2 separate regions of the Arachis hypogaea genome follow, and region 2 is linked to region 1. A link is a contact called in public Hi-C data. All regions are on one chromosome and are shown on one strand. Each heading gives the region's core, a stretch centred on a gene start, on an enhancer-like site or on the middle of the called end of the contact. The rest is flanking DNA. Distances are from core to core; before and after follow the strand shown. Region 1 holds the start of LOC112797205 (transcription initiation factor TFIID subunit 13). Region 2 holds the start of LOC112797212 (pectinesterase/pectinesterase inhibitor PPE8B-like).

Region 1 (5,218 bases), core at 1,813-4,312:
TATTTTTAATATTTTTAATCTTATTAGTTTTATCTTAGTAAATAAAATTCTCTTCACATAAAATAATAAAAATAATTAAATTACTACAAAGTTATTTTTTATTGTATTTTTTAATTTTATATTTTCAAATTTTAGTTTTTTAGTGAAATATTTTACTTAAATGATTTTATCAAACTATTATTAATTATATAATAAAAATTTTAACTTTTTAGATATCATTAATAAATATAGTAGTTATTTAATTTTTTTCAATTTTTTAAGTTTGTTATTTTTTAATTTATGTGATAGAACCCAATGATTCAAAAATCAATTTACAGAAAAATTACTCATTGAACCTTAATATCCTAATGTAGCTTTTTTTTTAATATTATTACTACTTAGTACTATTTCTCTTCATTTTCTTTCAATGGTCATATTTTTTCTTTTTCTTTCTAAAAATTAATTTTAAAAAAATTCTATACATAACTAAAATTTGAAAATATAAAATCTAAAAATTAAAATAAGAAAATATTTTTTAAAAAAATTTGATTATGTTTACTATTTTATGTGAAAAAATTTTATTTATTAAGGTATAAAAAGTGGGATTAAAATTAGTATGATTAAAAAATATTAAAAATTTAATATTATGAAAAAAATAAGAAAAATTTATACTAAGAATAATTTGATCAATTTTTAAAATTTTAAAAATAAAAATAATTTACATAAATATATTCAAAAACTAATTTAATTCTAAATAAAGTTATAACATGTCAGATAACACTTAATATGTCACGTATCACTAACATGACGCATCAACTAATCATTTTATGACATATAATACTTAACATGATATATTATCATCTAATTATTAAAAGATCATTTTAACTTACATTCTTTTTTTGAAAGACTAATATAACTAATTTAATCTTTCTAAAACTAATTTAAAAAATAATAATCTTTCAAAGACAAATTTAAGTATTAACCTAACAGAAATATTCCACTAGAAATCACATTCATATGACCATATTTGTAGCTAGCAATATTTGGAACTAATTAGCCATTCCTGATGAAACTGAATAAAAACATTCATTTGAAATATGAACAGAATGTCTAAAAATGTAATCTACAACAATGATTTTTTTATTATATTTTTTAGAATTTAATTTTGATATATTTTTAATATAAAATAATTTATACGAATATTTAATTACATAATATTATATTAATAAAATAATTATTTTTTATTTTGATTGTATAAATAATTATTTAAAAAAATAAATATAATTAAATCATTGTATAAAATATAAAACACCATTAATGTATTGGAATTAAAATATTATATAAAAAATATGCGTAAATTCTCATATATTTATAATAGGATAAGATACTAAATTGGTCTCCTATATTTGGGCGTAATTCTGTTTTAATTCTTAAGGTTTAAAGTGTCCTATTTGAATCTAAAAAAGTTTCATTTAATATCAATTTAGTCCTACAGTGAGGTCAAAGTTAAATAATTAACAGAATATCCTACATAACAACAGAAACAAAATCGATAATCTGGAGAACAAGTACAAGCTCCAGAGGTACAAAATCAACCGTTGATGCATCAATACGTTTATTTATCATTCTCTTTAGTTCTATAGAAAATATTTTATTTATATTATAAGAAAAATAATAAATAAATATATTAATATATTAACGGTTGATTTTGTATCTCTGAAGTTTGAATTTGTTCTCCAAATTATCAATTTTGTTCTTGTACTGTTGTTATGTAGGACATTTCATTAATTATTTAAGTTTGACCTTACTATGAGACTAAATTGATGCTAAATAAAATTTTTTTGGATTAAAACAGAATTACGTCCAAATATTAGTACTAATTTATAGTACTTTACCCTTTATAATATTAAGCACAAACATACAACCTACCGAGTCACCAAACAAAAATAGAAGAAAAAAAAACATACAACCTGCTGCATAACGCTTAAAAAACCCAAAAGCTTATGCTAGCCCTTGCTTAAATGTTCTATTATATCTTTGTACACAGATAAATGTTTTTTCAACATTTGTTACCTACTTTATTATCACTGAATTTTGATGTAATTTCTTAAAAGAGAATAATAAACACTATTTAAGTGACACAACTTGTATGCATAACAAGAACTCAGCGTTGGATGTGATGGTATTCAGATTGAATATTATTATTGTTGCCAAAACACTTGAAGAAAGGGTCACAAATCAAATGGAACCATCTCTGAATGCAACTGAAAATGGAAGAGATGCCCCAAAAACAATGGCAGCAGCAACATCCCTTCAAAAAAGGATCATCATAGGGGTTCTCTCCTACATCATAGTTATCATGCCCCATTCTTTGTAATCTCTGCAGATAGCCACATATGTTTGGTGAAATCAATAAAAGAGCTTATGTAGCAACAATCAGTATTCAAATTACAAAAGTTGTTGAAATTTGAAAAAAGTAAAAAGGAACTCACAGATTTGATGGCCTTTTCTTCCTTTCACTTGCCCAAGAAAAATTGAAGAGAGTTCGTAGTGGAAGAAAAAGGGAGATAGATTAAGACATGAGGATTTTGATTTGTCAAACAGGCATACAAATGGAAAATCACGTGTGGGTGTTTCATGCTTGACTAGATAAGCTTTGCTCTATAAGATGCATCTAGAAGTAGAGCAAGCATTTTTTTTTCTCTTTTCTCATATGTTGAAAAGAAGGGTCCATTCTTTTTTTTTTTTTTTGAAAGATTGTAATTGTGTAGTTCCTTATTGTTGTTCTTTCGTTTTTAAAAGTCTTTTGAACCAATTATTCTTTTTCTTTTGCCTTCAAAATGTGGTGAATGAGGATATGTAAAAGCTTTTGTTTTCTTTATATTGGAGGATCTGTAATTTTTTTTATTAAATGAAATAAACACTCTTCAATTCTAAACATGATAAATTAATCTGCACCACATTTATATCTATAATGTTTAAGGATTTTATCCACTTTTTCATCTAGCTAAGCCTTAAGTTTTTATTTTTGTCATACAAACACACACAGACCCACTCACACATAATAATAACATTGGACTAAGGCCTGGCATGTGATATGTAAAAATCTAAAAATGTGAAGAGAATGTTTGCTTTATAATTTTGGTCATAGAACTTGACTAGAAAGAAAAGCCCAACTCAGATCATTATCATCATCAACGCAATCGCACCCTTCTCTCCATGGATACCCATAATCCCACCAAGATTTCCCCTTTCCAGTTTCCACGCCACTCGATACGAGCATACGACGTCGTTTCTCTTCATCCCTGAACGTCTCCTTCCTCTCGTCACTCGCTCACTGAAGCTAGAGCTTTCTCACTCACTCACTGTGGCTCACTGGCTCTCGCACTCAAGCTCTCTCCCACTCTCGTCTCCGCTCTCTCTCACTGTCTCCAGTCTCGCACTCAGTCGCGCTCGCTCGCCTTCCCTGGGCTCGTCGTCGCCGGCGGCAGAACCAGCAGGTCCCGGGACTGGTCGTCATCATCGCTCTCTGTCTCATCATCGTCTCACACTCAGTCGCGCGCTTTCCTTGCGCTCATCGTCGGCGGCGGCAGAACCAGCAGGTCTCCGGGCTGGTCTTCTTGCTTCGAGTCTCGCCGTCAGCTTCCTCCCCGCCGCCGTCAGCTTCTTTCGCGCAACCACAAGCTGGTCCCCGATTGGTGAGTTCCAACACATTCCTATGATCTATCTTTTTCAGTTTTGTTGATGACAGTTGAATTTGTTGCTGAAAATATCACGGAACTAGTTTTTTTTTTTGGGCTGAAAATCATCACTGACATGATTTGTTACTGGTTATCATCACCGAACCTTGAATAATTTGTCGCTGAAAATATTAGCTAGTTTTTTTATTGCTGAAAATCATCAGTGAGATGAATTTGTTAATGATTATCATCATTTGTTGCTGTCTTGCTGAATAATCAATTAGTTAAGTTTTCTTGTTGCTAAAAATTATCCGACCTGAATTTGTTACCGATTATCATAGAAAACAGCTTGTGAATTGGAAAGGAAGAATCTGAATTCTCAAGAGTGCAGGATCTTCAGCGAAGTTACTCCAAAACTATCCACACCAAACGAGAATCTGAAGAAGAAATCCGAACTCATCGTCGTTCATTCCTTCTTCTTCTTGTGCGGAAGAATGAGCAGTTCCGGTGGTGGAAGCTCGTCGAAACCAAGAAGTGCTTCTTTTCAACCTTCCGAAACTTCTTCAAAGCGCAAAAGAGGAGTCTTCCAAAAAGAACGTTAGTAACCACTCCTATCCAACCTCCTGTTTTTTTTTTTTCGTTGCAATTTTCTGTTTCCCTTTTTCTTTTTAAGATGAAAAAGAAAAACGTTTCTTTTATGCATGTAACTGTCACTAATAATTTTCCTTATGCTTGCTAAAACAGTGCAGCACATGATGTACGGCTTTGGAGATGATCCAAATGTAAGTGCCCTAACCTTTTATTACATCTCTTAATTACTTTTTGGGATGTGAATGTTAATGGATACTAAACTTTGATCTCTTTTATGCTTCGCACAATTAGCCTCTTCCTGAAAGTGTGGCGCTTATGGAGGATATTGTTGTGGAATATGTCACGGAATTGGTAACCTAATTTATTTATTTTTTAAACCTAACTTTTTCATTGTTCTTGTTCAACTGAATTACAGTGTTGTGGATTAATTTGGACCTTTTATTTTTGTGCTTTGAAATTTTTTCCTTTGGAAGGTACATAAAGCTCAAGATATTGGATCACAGAGAGGGAAGCTATCTGTTGAGGATTTCCTTTATTTGATTCGCAAGGTACTTCTTTGTTCATAAAAGAATTTCACATGGAGTTGTCTTAATCTGGAGTTGATAATTGAGAGTAGTTAGATAACAATCTAGTTAAACATGTCAAATCATGTAACGGTCCCAATACCAAATCCACGTCTTTTACTACCAAGAAAATGCACTTATGATTTGCCTTTAACACCATTTTGTCTTCAATTGCTTTGAGGCATGATATAAAGAGCTGTACTGTCAAGAGGCTAATACTTCAGAATTTGTTGCAACTTTGCAACTTTCAAGTATCCATAAACATTGATCGAATTCATGATTGAACATTTTTGTTCAGGATTAATCCCAATTTCTTATACTGCTACAGGATTTGCCAAAACTTAATCGATGTACAGAATTGTTGTCCATGAATGAAGAGCTGAAACAGGCAAGGAAAGTCTTTGA
Region 2 (5,218 bases), core at 1,602-4,101, 280 kb after region 1:
GGTGACCCAGTGCACTTGCCGGTTAGTTATACTGGCGGCTTAGCGACTTTCATGAAGACGAAGGCCAGGCTGGTATGTAAAGTGACTTCAAATTTGTTAACAACTTACTTATATTCTTCTGCATATCAAAACTAGGCATCCTAATTATATTGTTTCAATGAAACATATGTAGTCAAAGTCATTGGATCGTGAGGCGACGTTGATGGAAACGTTCAAGTACACCCACACGCTGAAGGAGAACAAATAGATATTTACTGATCAGCGGTCTCAGGACCATTATGTAAGTAAATATACATCTGATTTTCTTTTGCTATAAAATTATTAGAAATTAACTGTATATCTGTCGACGTACTAATCACAAAAACTTGTGTTAATTACACAGGAGTCCTATAAACAGAGACTGGAGGCGGCGAGTTAGCAAACTCAGCAAGGTAGGGAGGATGCCACTGATGGATCTGCAGCTGCAGTCGTCGATCTTGATGCAGTTTGGCACGAGACCGCCTCAAGGTCGTATAAGAACCGCGTATAGGGGATTGGGTCGTGCTTCGCCAGCAGCCTCCGCACATCCACGTTCAGAGCGTCGTCAGGCTCTAACACCAGTCGAGCAGTCGAGCCCGAGGATGGCGTGGATTTGAGGCTTCAGGTGCAGGAGCTCCAACGCGGCCTTCAGCAGCAATAGCTCAAGAGTTTAATGATTATCGAGAGAGGTATCAGGAGATCCTCAACCGCGTGATGTCTATATATTGATGAGCTCAGGCTGGAGTTCCGGGAGTCAGTTGAGCAGATGCAGCGTATGGAGACTCAGATGGAGGTGTACTAGGCCCAAATGCGCGCTGCTGGCATCAACCTTGCTGGTGGCAGCGGTCCTGCTGATGGCATATAGACATCACCGCCTTCTGCGCCGCCGACTCAGGGCCCCGGGACCAACAATGACGACGTCTACCTAAATCTATAGTTATTTCTTTTCCGTTTTATTGTTTCATTGTACATATTTGATGTAGTTGACTTTTAATATATTTGAACATTGTATTATTTATTTTAATTAAATAGCAGTATTTTATTATTTATGAATGTTCCACTAATTGTGTGAAAAATTTAAATTTAAAATTAAAATGGACATTTATTTCAAATTAAAAATAAAAAAATTGAGATTATCGTAGGAATAATCTGACAATAACAGTGAGCAAAATAACATTTTTTATGCCAACATTATCATCGGAAGAATCCATCGGTAACCAATTAGTTTTTCAATTCTATAATCCGTCGCAACTTCCGACGGTAATTACCGTCGGATGAAAAAATTCAACGGTAAATATTTATCGGTAAGGTTTATATCGTCTGATTGTTTTCGACGGTAAATCCAACGGTATTTAAATTACTGTCGGATTTTATTCTTTTCTTCGACGGTAAATTCGATGATATTCAATGCTTTTTTATAGTGATGGTAGAACAGAGAATAGGGGTTCGCGTGCTTCCACTCTCCTTTCGCGGGTTTCTATTTTCCTTGATTTTGAGTTCTCTGCTATGATGTTATTAACACAACCACCAATTATGATAAAGTGTTTGGGTTAGCGGAGGTTCTTCATGAAATCGCCGCTAATCTATCCGATTTTGCGTCACATTGAAGAACTCAAATGTCAATCGTAGCTATCTTGGCAATTTACAGCGGTTAGAGAAGCGATAGGCAATTTTCTATCGCTATTTTCTGCGTGTCTTATTGTATCCAATAGTCGAGTTCCTACTCTGTCAAAAATTTTCCCACACATAATCAACTAATTTCGTCCCAAATCTTTTCTACTCAATTCATATATATAAATCAGTTCGACACCATAGTTGAATTACAGGTCAAAATTTGTGGCAACAAACAGAAATCAATTTATCACAATTTTCTTTACCTGGTTAATCGTTTAGCATAAATTGGATTATGTACATTGTGTAATCCCAGTAAATCATTTTTGTTTAAAATGATTTATTGAGCACTTATACTATATTATTTTAAGTCAGTTAAATTTGTATAAAAATATTTTGGAATGAAAATTAAAATAGGACAAATTACTATTGAAACTATATTAATTATTCAGATGGGTGATTTACCCTAAAAATTGTGATGATTGTTAAAAATAATTTGATAATTTAATATATTTAATTAAGAATTTAGTTAATCTGTGTTCTTAATGAAATTTAAATTTCAAAACATTTATTATACATTTATTGAAATAAAAAGTTCAAAATTTTTTTTAATAATAATTTTATCAAGTGCTCTTTGAGTATATATTAATTAAAAATTTTAATTAATTATTTAATTAATATAATACATGTTAATATTTTCATATGAAAACAACTTAATGTGAATAACTATTTAGACAAAAAGATAAACTTTTTGTTGTTAAATTTAAACTTGCACAACAAAAATTACTTTTTGGAAAAAAAAATCTAAAACATTGTAATTAAAAAAATTTAAAAAAAATATAAATAAACTTTGCAACACATGGAAAAAATCCGTGAGTTACAAGATATCTTATCTTGTTTCAAGTTTTATTGAAACAAAAGGTTTAACGAATTGGATTAAACCTTTCATCAACGCTTAATTAATAAGAAGATAACAACAATTCGTCATTAATTTAATTTCACTTAACCATTCACAATAGACAATATTATTTATTACTTTTATACTTCAGAGTTTAATAACTCTCAGTTTCATAAAACACTTGTGATTATCGGTTGAAGAGTTATTTAAGCAATTACCACATTCTTTCATTACACATTCTATATCCGTTATATAACTATAATCCTATAAAAGACTACTTCTTCACTAATGCAAAACATCAATAGCACATTCAACATACATCACCTCACTAATATTGTACCAAAAGCACATAGCGGCAAAATATGGCTCCTTGTTCAGCAAGAAAAGAGAAAGTGCCACTAACCGCCGTGGCACTCACCTTCTTGTTGATTCTTCTCCTTGGAAACTTTACTTCTATGGCCTCTGCTTCTGGCAATTGCGGTTCGGAAGGCTCAACATGCCTCGTGCCTTCTGAGTTCGTCGGTGTTGTTAAGGAAGTTATTGGGCTTTTGGGAAATGTTGGTTCCATCCTGTCCATGTTTACCGGTGGTTTTGGTAATTTCCATCTCACAAACGCCATTCTTGACGGTCTTAATTTGTTGGACATGTCCTCCGATGAACTTAATTTGTTTCTCTCCGTCATTCAAAATCCCAAAGGTACCTTTACATACAATCTAGTTATTTGTATTCTTTAGGTGGATTCAAGCATGAGTATAGAAAAGTTTAATTGCAATGTGATATATAGGCCATTAGATGAGGTATTGTTGTTAATATAGATAACGATTAAATTGTTTCTTCAATTTTTATTCCATGATCAAACTTTTCATCTGTCATGTCAGCTTGTCCACTGGTGCGGAAAAACTAATGTAATTCATGATTTAAAAATTAACAATACTAATCACTAACCTAATTTAACAATACTAAAAACTAAAATTGCATACATATTTTTTCACTCATGATAAAGTCAGATCATGATACCATGATACTTAACAATACTAATCACTAACCTAATGTAAAATGTGACATTATTATAATTAATGTTGCAGGGAGAAACAACTTAGAATTGGATTTAGCGACATGGCTAAGTGCTGTCCTAGCAAATTTAGACACATGCCTCGATGGATTCAAAGGCACAAATAGTATCATCAAAGGGTTAATCTCCCCTGGCCTTAGACTAGTGACATCGCCAGTAACGAATCTTCTCGCAAAGGTTGATGTGTCCCAGAATGATTTCTTCGAAGATGCTGAGGCCGGCGCCGGCGAGGGCCGATTTCCTTCGTGGGTGAAGCCGAGGGAGAGAAAGCTTCTGCAAGCAAATAGGGTGGTTCCGAACGCCGTGGTAGCTGCAGATGGGAGTGGAAACTTTAGAAGAATCATGGATGCGGTTATGGCAGCGCCGAATAATAGTAATACGAGGTTTGTGATCTACGTGAAGAGAGGTGTTTACAATGAGTACGTAGAGATTAATAAGAATAACAGGAATATCATGATGATCGGAGATGGTATCGGTGCCACTATTATCACCGGCAACCGGAATTATGTCGACGGCTGGACAACTTTTCGATCGGCCACCTTTGGTAAGAATTTTAACTTCGTAACAACATACACTAGCATTAATCTTTTACATTCTTTCATATAAACTTTGCTTAAATTTTACTTTTGATCAATTTTTATATATGTATATATATTAATTTATCATATTTGCTCATGGATATATTAGAAATATATAACCAAATCGATTGATTGATATAAGTAATGAGAAAAGTTCAAGGCCAACGTAATTCATTGTAGTTTGTTGGTATTTTTTGTAGTCTAGCAGTTTAACAATATATTTTTAATTTATATTTTTAAATATTAATTTTTAATAATTAGTTAAAAATAGTAAATTCTATTACTTTTTAACATCTTTCATAATGAGTTGTGTAAATGAAAACAAAAACTAATGCTAGAAGAAGTAATCATTAGTGACGTAATAAAAAAGACCATAATGTGTGTGATTGCATAAATTTATAAAAAAAGAGTGATATTGTTAAAATAAAAAGAATAATATGTCTTTTATATGTATATATTTATAAAATAAAATCTATAACATCGTCTAACTTTTTAATGGCCATTGACTCCAATTTTTTTCAATTTACAAATTTAAAATTATTATATGAAACAAAAATTAAAAACGGATCATTATTTTCTAAATAATAATTAACTAACATTTTTTTCGTTACACTTCTCTTTTGAACTCTTCTAACAATAACAACTCAATTAGTAAAACATATAATCAAATTTAAAAATACTTTCAATTAATAAAAATATAAATTTAATTTAAATTATACTTTTTAAATGTTATCATACTTTTGCTACCATATCTACCATAATGACAGTCACAATAGAATTTAACTATATATATGGCCATATATGATTTCTGTTTTATTTTTTTATAATTTTTTTAAGTTTATATAAAAAATTAACTATTAATATAAAAAATTATTAAAATATAAAATATATTAAAATAAATTAAATTATACAAATATTTATACACAAATATATAATAATTAATTCTAATATACAAATAACATTCTTGATTTTTTTATAATTATTTGTATTATTTTCTCTAGAATTCAATGAGTAATTAAATGCGCAAGTTGTGCTATTATA

The links. Hi-C and Micro-C count contacts between places; a contact is called where the count stands out from the background.
Region 2: a contact with region 1 is called in a Hi-C map of leaf, with 2.6 times the contacts expected there. The contact joins the promoter of LOC112797212 here to the promoter of LOC112797205 in region 1. A contact is called at or near these places in 2 of 8 Hi-C or Micro-C datasets (both in leaf).

The regions. Positions count from the first base shown.
Region 1 is chr4:109,248,640-109,253,857 of arahy.Tifrunner.gnm2.J5K5, forward strand. It overlaps LOC112797205 (transcription initiation factor TFIID subunit 13), which reads left to right and starts at 3,063. Exons shown (of 6, transcript XM_025840024.3): 1 at 3,063-3,677; 2 at 4,001-4,256; 3 at 4,404-4,441; 4 at 4,542-4,601; 5 at 4,724-4,798; 6 at 5,142-5,218. The coding sequence starts at 4,154. It overlaps LOC112797206 (a long non-coding RNA gene), which reads right to left and starts at 2,670. Exons shown (of 2, transcript XR_003199678.3): 1 at 2,472-2,670; 2 at 1,837-2,359.
Region 2 is chr4:109,533,477-109,538,694 of arahy.Tifrunner.gnm2.J5K5, forward strand. LOC112797212 (pectinesterase/pectinesterase inhibitor PPE8B-like) reads left to right here and starts at 2,852. Exons shown (of 3, transcript XM_025840033.3): 1 at 2,852-3,223; 2 at 3,613-4,143. The coding sequence starts at 2,890.